Linked DNA regions of Mus musculus: region 1 is linked to region 2. A link is a contact called in public promoter capture Hi-C data. All regions are on one chromosome and are shown on one strand. The core of a region is the stretch at or near the end of the contact, and the rest is flanking DNA. Distances in the headings are between cores, read along the strand shown.

The links. Promoter capture Hi-C pulls out the DNA fragments that hold promoters and counts their contacts.
Region 1: a contact with region 2 is called in a promoter capture Hi-C map of liver, with 4 times the contacts expected there. The contact joins two enhancer-like sites. A contact is called at or near these places in 4 of 39 promoter capture datasets (the C10 cell line, HPC-7-derived erythroid cells and liver), 6 of 15 datasets of contacts at CTCF or cohesin (CD8 T cells, the G1E-ER4 cell line, embryonic stem cells and 2 more), 79 of 484 Hi-C or Micro-C datasets (the AML12 cell line, B cells, the Ba/F3 cell line and 45 more) and 9 of 115 datasets of contacts at active chromatin or transcription factors (astrocytes, bone marrow-derived macrophages, craniofacial prominence and 5 more).

The regions. Positions count from the first base shown.
Region 1 is chr4:134,896,208-134,900,277 of GRCm38.p6, forward strand. Tmem50a (transmembrane protein 50A) reads right to left here. Exons shown (of 7, transcript NM_027935.2): 7 at 1,642-2,269. The coding sequence ends at 2,224. Among named protein-coding and RNA genes, the nearest start is that of Tmem50a, 17 kb to the right of the region's middle. Within about 2 kb of position 1,269, at least 2 of the 459 cell types and tissues checked have an H3K27ac peak or open chromatin away from gene starts, as enhancers often do. A contact at or near this core is called in liver, where this site is marked.
Region 2 is chr4:134,797,264-134,801,174 of GRCm38.p6, forward strand. No RefSeq gene overlaps it. Among named protein-coding and RNA genes, the nearest start is that of Ldlrap1, 31 kb to the left of the region's middle. Within about 2 kb of position 1,813, at least 33 of the 459 cell types and tissues checked have an H3K27ac peak or open chromatin away from gene starts, as enhancers often do. A contact at or near this core is called in liver, where this site is marked.

The sequences.
Region 1 (4,070 bases), core at 19-2,518, 98 kb after region 2:
ACCTCTGCCCAGGTGGCTAACTCTTACCTCTGGTCACGGCACGCAGGCTTTGGATCCAGCGGTTTTACGAGGTCCTCAGCCTTCCCCAGGCTGTGCTTGTGGAGAGAGAGTGGGGCTGGTTGGGGAGTGAGGGAGAACACTCTCGAGTTCCTAAGAGGTAGACTCACCGGAGACCCCTGCCAAGTTCCACCCTCTGTGGAATGTCACGGGGGAAACAACAGCAAAGCTGTCCTTCTGTGTCCTGAAGAGCCAACGTCATTCAAACCCAAGGACAGTGGATGCGGAAGATTCTATACGTCTAATTGTCTACGACACTGATCACAGCTCCCAAAGGGCAATTGCAGAAGGTTAGGGCTTCAAGCTTAGCTTTGAAGAGTTTGTAGTATTGTGTGAGGTGGGAGCCCGAGGGTGTCACAAGAGCCTCCTCCAGTGGAGGACAGACCATCAGAGTCCCCGACAGCTGGTCTGTATCGTGGTAACAGACCCTGTGGTCTGCTAAATTCGGGTTATCTATTCAGAGATGAAAGGAATCAGAATTCAAGCAAATATCAAAACAAATTCTCACCTGAGTCAGACTGTGGAGCCCTAGAAATTGACACCTAAGTTACCGTCAAGTCTGTATACCCTGTCCTCTTTCCACTCCTGGCACGTGTGGAGTGTTTACCAGGATCGTGTGCCACAGCAGGTCACCTGTTCTTGCTCCCGATGTCCACAGGAGGGATGGGAGGCTGGCGGTAGCCTGGGCTTCTCTAGCATGTTCTTACATTCTCTGGGAGGCTCTCAGGCATCACTCACACTGAAATGTTTGCCCTTTCTCTTTTACCTTTGCTTGCATTTGTTTTCGTTCGGTATCTTCTGGACTGGCGATCTCTACATAGCCTCCTCTGCTGGCTTCAGGAAGTTTGCTCCTCCTCAGGGAGGGACATCTCCATCAGCTGAGGAGCCGGGCACTGGTCAGTCAAGTGAGTCTGGTGCATCTTGGGTCCTCAGTTCTCCTGGAAATCTCCAACAAATGAATGATCTCCATAGAAACCCTTCAGTTCCACAGTATTACGTTTTTAAATATGTAAGCAAAAAGGTCACTGACTGAACCCAGGGTCACTGACTGACTGCGCCCAGGGTCACTGTCTGTGTCCAGGGTAACAGATTGACTGTGTCCAGGGTCACGGACTGACTGCATCCAGGGTCACAGACTGACTGTGCCCAGGGCCACTGACTGCGCCCAGGGTCACGGACTATGCCCAGGGTCACTGTCTGTGCCCAGGGTCACTGACTGACTGCACCCAGAGTCACTGATTGGCTGTGCCCAGGGTTATTGACTGCGCCCAGGGTCACAGACTGTGTTCAGCTCCACTGTTTGGCCTGGGCACTCCTGCCAAGTCCACCATTATCCTGCCAGGATGGCACACATTACTCCTGACTCTAAAGTGCCACCTTTCACAGACTCACTAGCCTGGGCAGGACAGGAATTCTTGTCATGACCATGGAGATTCAAAGCTCTTTCTTCCCTTGCATGTTTTGAACAGCTCTCTGGTCAAGAGAGCCATGACCTGTGGTCCCAGGTTACCTTAGGCCATTAACATGAAAAGGAAGATGCAGTATTTCTGATCCAACTATATATAAGGTATAACGAGAAAGAACTCTGACCACTAAATAGTTTTTAATAACAAGAAAATGTTTACACATTATTCAACACCGGACATAGAAGAGGCCGCGTTAATAAACACTTTGGACCCCAGAGCGAATCCTCACCCCAAAGACTCCACCATTTCTCCATCAACAACTCTTTTGTTTTTTTGTTTTTTTTTTTTTGGTTTTTCGAGACAGGGTTTCTCTGCAGCCCTGGCTGTCCTGGAACTCACTTTGTAGACCAGGCTGGCCTCGAACTCAGAAATCCGCCTGCCTCCGCCTCCCGAGTGCTGGGATTAAAGGTATGTGCCACCACGCCTGGCCTGCATCACCAACTCTTTAGACCATGATAGAAGCTGGCAGAAGCGACTCACGTCAGCGGTTTCCTTTCCTGTGGTAAAAGCTGATGGGGCTCACGCCACACTGGGCTGCTGCAGTACACATAGGAGCTCTCATGATTCTAGCATTATACAATTTCAAGCTGAGATTATACTCAGAAATAAGTTTAGAAAACAGTATTACAAAAGACTGGGTGGGTGAGCAGGGTGCAAAAAGAAGCCCATGCACGGCGGCTGTGTTGCAGAAGCGACGTCTTCACTGCCACAAGTCCTCCGTACGGCCAAACTTGAAAACCAGCCCTCTGCAGACAGAACGAGAAGCAAACATGACTGCCTGGCTTGGGAAACTTCTAGAACGATGGGAAGCCTGTGACTTGCAGAGAAAGCACCCGAGAGCCACACACGCCAACTGTCCTAGAGACACGAATCGTTCATAATGTTCCACTGCTATTCCCTGTCACCGTCCCCAGACCTGCAGGTCAGTGGGGGGCGGAACTCAAGGCCTGGGGGTAGGCACGCTAGCACTGAGCTGCGACTCCGCCCCATCCACGCTCCTTATGGGCTGTCCTGGCGTGCAAGACCCAGACAGACAAGTAAGACATAGTGTCCCTCCTCGACCTGCTGGCATCCGATCACCTGTCACACTCCAAACACCAAGGAGGTCCAAGCCACAAGCTCATTCTCCTTGAATGAATTCAGCTCTTTTTGTTTTTATGAGATAGGGGTCTTAATGAGTAGCCTGGGCTGGCAAGGCACCTACGATCTAAACCAGGTTACCCTTGAACTTACAGCAATCCGTCTGCCTCTACCGTACAGTGCTGAGGGTCTAAGCACAAAGCTCTATGCCCTGCTGTCAGTTTCTGAATTTGTTTGAAGTGATTCAGAAGGGCAGGGCGGTGGCTCCACAGGTAAAGCATTTGCTGGGAACCCTGGCAACCCGAGTTCCCTGAACCACACAAAGGTGGTGAACCAACTGTTTTTTTTTTCTTTTGGTGAACCAACTGTTAACAGCGATCCTCTGACCTCCCTGTGCGGCAGCACGTGTGCACACGTGCACACTCACAGTCACACACACATTCAGTAATATTAAAAAAGGCGTGGTGGCGCATGCCTTTAGTCCTCGGGAGTGCCTTTAGCACTCGGGAGGCAGAGGCAGGTGGATTTCTGAGTTTGAGGCCAGCCTGGTCTACAAAGTGAGTTCCAGGACAGCCAGGGCTATACAGAGAAACACTGTCTCAAAAAACAACAACAAAAAAACCCCAAAAATTAAAAAAAAAAAAAAAAAGGATCCAAAGGATGGTGAATGGTGATATTTGAAAGGGGCTTTGACGGGTAAGCAGGAGTTCAAACAACGGGGGTGAGGCAACTGGTTTTATGGAAACACAAATTCAAGTTATCAGAGAGGTCAGAGCCTTAATTATGAATATACCTCCCCATGAAATTGAGTTATAAGCAAGCTTGTAGAGCATTTTCTTAACTAGTGATTGACTGGGGAGGGCCCAGCCCACTGTGGGTGGGGCCATCCCTGGGCCAGTGGGCCTTGGTTCATTAAGAAAACAAGTCAAGTAAGCCATGGGGAGCAAGCCTGTAAGCAGCACCCCTCCATGGGCTCTGCATCAGCTCCTGCCTCCAGGTTCCTGCCCTGCTTGAGTTCCTGTCCTGACTTCCTTCAGTGATGGACTATGATGTGGAACTATAAGCCAAATAAGCCCTTCCCCCTCTAAGCTGCTTCTGGGGGTGTTTATCACAGCAACTGTGATCCTGACTAAGGTGACAGGGACAAGGGCCAGTGGGAGAATAAATAACCAAGGTGTTTTTGGGTGAAGAAACAGTCCTCAGAATTCAAATACCAAGAAGCCATGGGGTAAGGGCTGGGGGTGGCGGTCCACAGTCGTGCTAATGCCAAGAGTTCCCGCGGGGAAAGTCCTGCCAGGCCTGGGAGCTCACACGTGTGGTTCCAGCTGCTTAGGAAGGCAAAGGACCACCTGAGCCCAGGAGTCTGAGTCCAGCCTTAACTACAGAGAGCAATTCCTTCCTTTAAGAGCACCAACTGCTCTTCCAGAGGTCCTGAGTTCAATTCCCAGCAACCTCATGGTGGCTCAC
Region 2 (3,911 bases), core at 563-3,062:
GCCCAGAACACACAGACTCATGGCAGGGGCAGCTCCTGCCAGCCAACTGCCCTGCTGGCTGGCTGCTTTCTCTCTCTGGCTGGCTTCCTCACCTTTCCTGACAGCACAGTGCTTGCTCTGCCTCTGTCCCCTTTGAGCTTCTCCTGGCCACAGATCCTATGGTTTATTATCGGAAAACCTGAGATAAAGCCAGTTATGGTGGTGCATGCCTGTGGTCCCAGCTATGTCAGAAGCTTGAGGCCAGAGGACCACTTGAACCCAGGAATTTGAGGCCAGCTTGGGCAAGACAGCAAAGGAGAGCAAGCCTCAGTCGATGAAGCCTACAAATCACCAATGCAGGTGATGTTCACGGACCTTCTTGGGCTAGGTGACATTGGTAAACATCACTGTAAGAGATGTGACTGAGAGAAATGGAGGCTGGGGCCTAGAGAGAAGCTCAGTGACTGGGGGAAGTGAGAGACCGAGTCTAGCTCCAACTTCTCCAGCTCCAGCCACCAGAATTTATTTCCTCTGAGGCCCCAAGTCACCGGGACAGAAGGTCGCTCTCAAGCCCTGTCCTCTAGTCCGTTTTCCAACCCTGCTGCCAAAAACCACACAGCTCAATTCAGCCCAGATGTCAGGTTGGTAGAAAAGGGCATGATACCAGGCCCTAGGTAATCCACCAAGCAGGCAGAGTGGGAGCCACGGCCCCGCCTCTCCCAGGGCCTGCAGGGAGTACAGAAGTGGGCTGGGTATGCAGGTGTTTGAACAGACACTCCAAATCCTTGGCCAGGTATGGTCCAAGAGCCCACAGTAGCAGCACTCAGAGGCAGAAGGGATGGGGATTGTGGCTAGCCTGCTCTACACAGAGACACAGTTTCAAAAACAAATGTATCAGGCATGGGAGCTCAAGCCTGTCTGTCATCCCAGCTGTTGAGATGCCAAAGCGGTGGGTAACAGAGTTCAAGGCCAGCCTGGACGCTACATAGCAAGATACTATCTCTAAATGGATTACAGATAGATAGACAGACAGATGATAATCAATAGATAAATACATAGTTGACAGATAAATGATAGATGATTGATAGAACTTGCTCTCTCTCTCTCTCTCTCTCTCTCTCTCTCTCTCTCATTTCAAGGCAGGGTTTCTCTGTGTAGCCCCAGCTGTCGTGGAACCTGCTCTGTCAACCAGGCTGTCCTCGAACTCACAGAGCTCTGCCTACCTCTGCCTTCCAAGTGCTGAGATTAAAGGCACTTGCCACCATCACCCGCATCACCTGGCTCTCCCAATTTTAAATGTCTGAGATTCTATGCAACTCAAACAGTATGTCCACAGCCACGGGAGCAGAGGGGGGCACCTCTGAGGTTAAATACCTTGGCCTACTCCCCGCCACTCGGCTGTGGATGTTCCTAGCATTTCAGAACAGCCATGTGTGAACGAGTGGATCACTGTCCTTGGGCAGTCTGAACCCAAACACTCTGAACTCCAACTCTGGGGACAGTGCACTGCTGAGGTGACAAGACAAACCCTCAGCTACCTTGAGCACTCGGACGACTGTGACCCCACTAACTTTCTCCCTCAGGCAGACACCCCAGGAGAACTAACAGCTGGGGGTAAGTGCTAGAGGGACTTCCCTTAGGCTGCATAGCTCCTTTCTGAGTCGTTCTCCCCCTCCCTCTTCTTCCTTCTCCTCCCTCTTCTCCCTTCTCCTCCCTCTTCTCCCTTCTCCTCCCTCTCCTCCCTTCTCCTCCCTCTCCTCCCTCTTCCCCTCCTCCTATTATTGTGCATGTGACCAAAAGTGCAAAGGCGCCAAGGCAGGCATGGTGGTCAGAGGTCAATGCTCCGTAGTCAGTTTTCTGCTTCTGTCATGGAATTTGGGGATCAAGGTCAGGTCCTGAAGGCTTACATAGCAAGCACTTTCACCCCCTGAATCATTTCACCACTCTCCTTCCTTCTTTTCTTCCCTTGATTTGTCTTTCAATTACATTTAAACTGTTTTAAAATTCATTTATTATGAAAGTAATCAGGTTTACTGTTGGAAATTTGGGGATATATACCAGTGGGAGGGAAGCCAGGGAAGCCTTCCTCACTAGTAAGCTGCATCTATCCAGTACCTGGCCACTCAGCACCCCTAGGAGGTGACTTGGTGTTTGTCAGTGACAGACTCTGTAGCAAAGTCTTTAGGGAAGAGCCTCCCATGCCCAGCTGAGCTGGCGGGTGGGGAGTAGCCAGGGCTGAGATAGCCTGCGCCCTCTGCTGGCAGCTGGTGGACATGGCTTCAGGCAGCGGTTCAGGTCAGTGGCTCTCAGAGGTTCTCAGATTCAGTTGGGGCTGGAGAGGGGAACCGAAGGACTAGTGCAGGTTTAGGGTCCAGCCATGGTGTCACAGGTAAAGAGCCTGTAGCCAAACCTGGTACCTACAGGAGCCCACTCTGACATCTACACATCTGCTGTGACTCACCTCCTTCAGCCCCATCCCAGGAAATAAACGTGAAAGGAAATAAAACGTAACTACAGGTTTCAGGTCAAACTCACTAAAGGTCCTGCCACCCTCAGTTCCACATCCCCGTTATCTCCACTGTATCCAGACTGCACTGCTAAGAACGAGGACAGAGCAGCTTCCAGAAGATGCTCATCTTTTTTTTTTTAATTTAATTTTATTTTTTTAAATTATTTTTGACAATGCTCATCTTGACTTCTTGCACAGGTAAGCCTTAGATGCTTTCGAGAAGTACTACAGAGAGCAACTCCAGGCTCTAGAGAGCCCAGCCCAAGGAGGACTGAGCTTGAACAGCGAGCAAGGGCAGAGGAGCTGAGACGGGAGAAGGCAGAGCTGTTCAGAGCCAGCCAAGGAAGGAAGGAGGCAAGAAGAGCATGGTACCCTTGGGAGAACTAAGATTGTTGGACTGTGTCAGCCAGAATCCTTCCTGGAGGAAGGACCAGAAAAAGCCTAACTTGTTCTCCGAGCACCGGGCTGTTGAAGGAATCTTCGCGCCTTGCTAAAACAAGCAGACACTTGTGGGGGAAATCTGACAAGAAACACAGGAAAGCAGACAGGCAGATGGGAGACATGGTGAATAGGCTCCTTCTGCTCTCTGCCTGTCCTGGAGGCAGTCTGTTTAGACTCGTCTAAAACCCTGCAGTATGGCACTGTTTCAAGATGCTCCAATAGGACGACACACACACTTCAGGTCCCTCGCTTGGGCGTTTACCTGCCCTGGGTCCCTGGGTGATGATGCTGACCTGCTTTGATCAGCCATTGCTGGGCAGCAAAGGAGACTCCATCCTCCTAGCCTGGGCTTCCAGCTGGAGGGAGGGAGGGAGGGGACAGACATGGAGAGAGACAGAGGCAGGATCTCTTGTATTCCACTTTGGTCTACATAGCCAGTTCCATGGGCCAGTCAAGAGCTACATGGTGAGACTTATCTCAAAACAAGAAGTAGGGTTTAGAGATCTTCACCTCCTTCAGCCCTCAGCAGCTAAGCTCTTCATTCTAAAATCCCAAAAGCCTAAAGAGGGGCTTGGGGCTGTCACTCAGGATAGGGCTCCGCAGGTGACCTTATTAAAATGCAGGGTCAGATGAGCGTGAGGGCCTGGGCCACGGAGGCTGTGAGTGAGGCCCACAGCTGCTGGGCACATCGAAGTCCATGTCACACGTACAGCTGTCGGGCCTGTCTTAGAGCGACTCCTTGCAGGTCAGACCTTGCAGGGAGGCCCTGGAGAGTCCAAGCGCTCTGAATTTTGTCACAGATTCAAGAAGCAACACCCCTCAGGGCTGATGGCAGAGCTGGGGGCTGATGCCTACCATGTGGTACGCGTGGCCAGACCACAGGGCTCCTGGTGGACCACAGAACAACAGGGGTGGCTTTCCTTGGCAAGTGCTTGAGGGCTAGGGATGGCTAAGTGGTTAATTACGATACAAACCTCAGAAC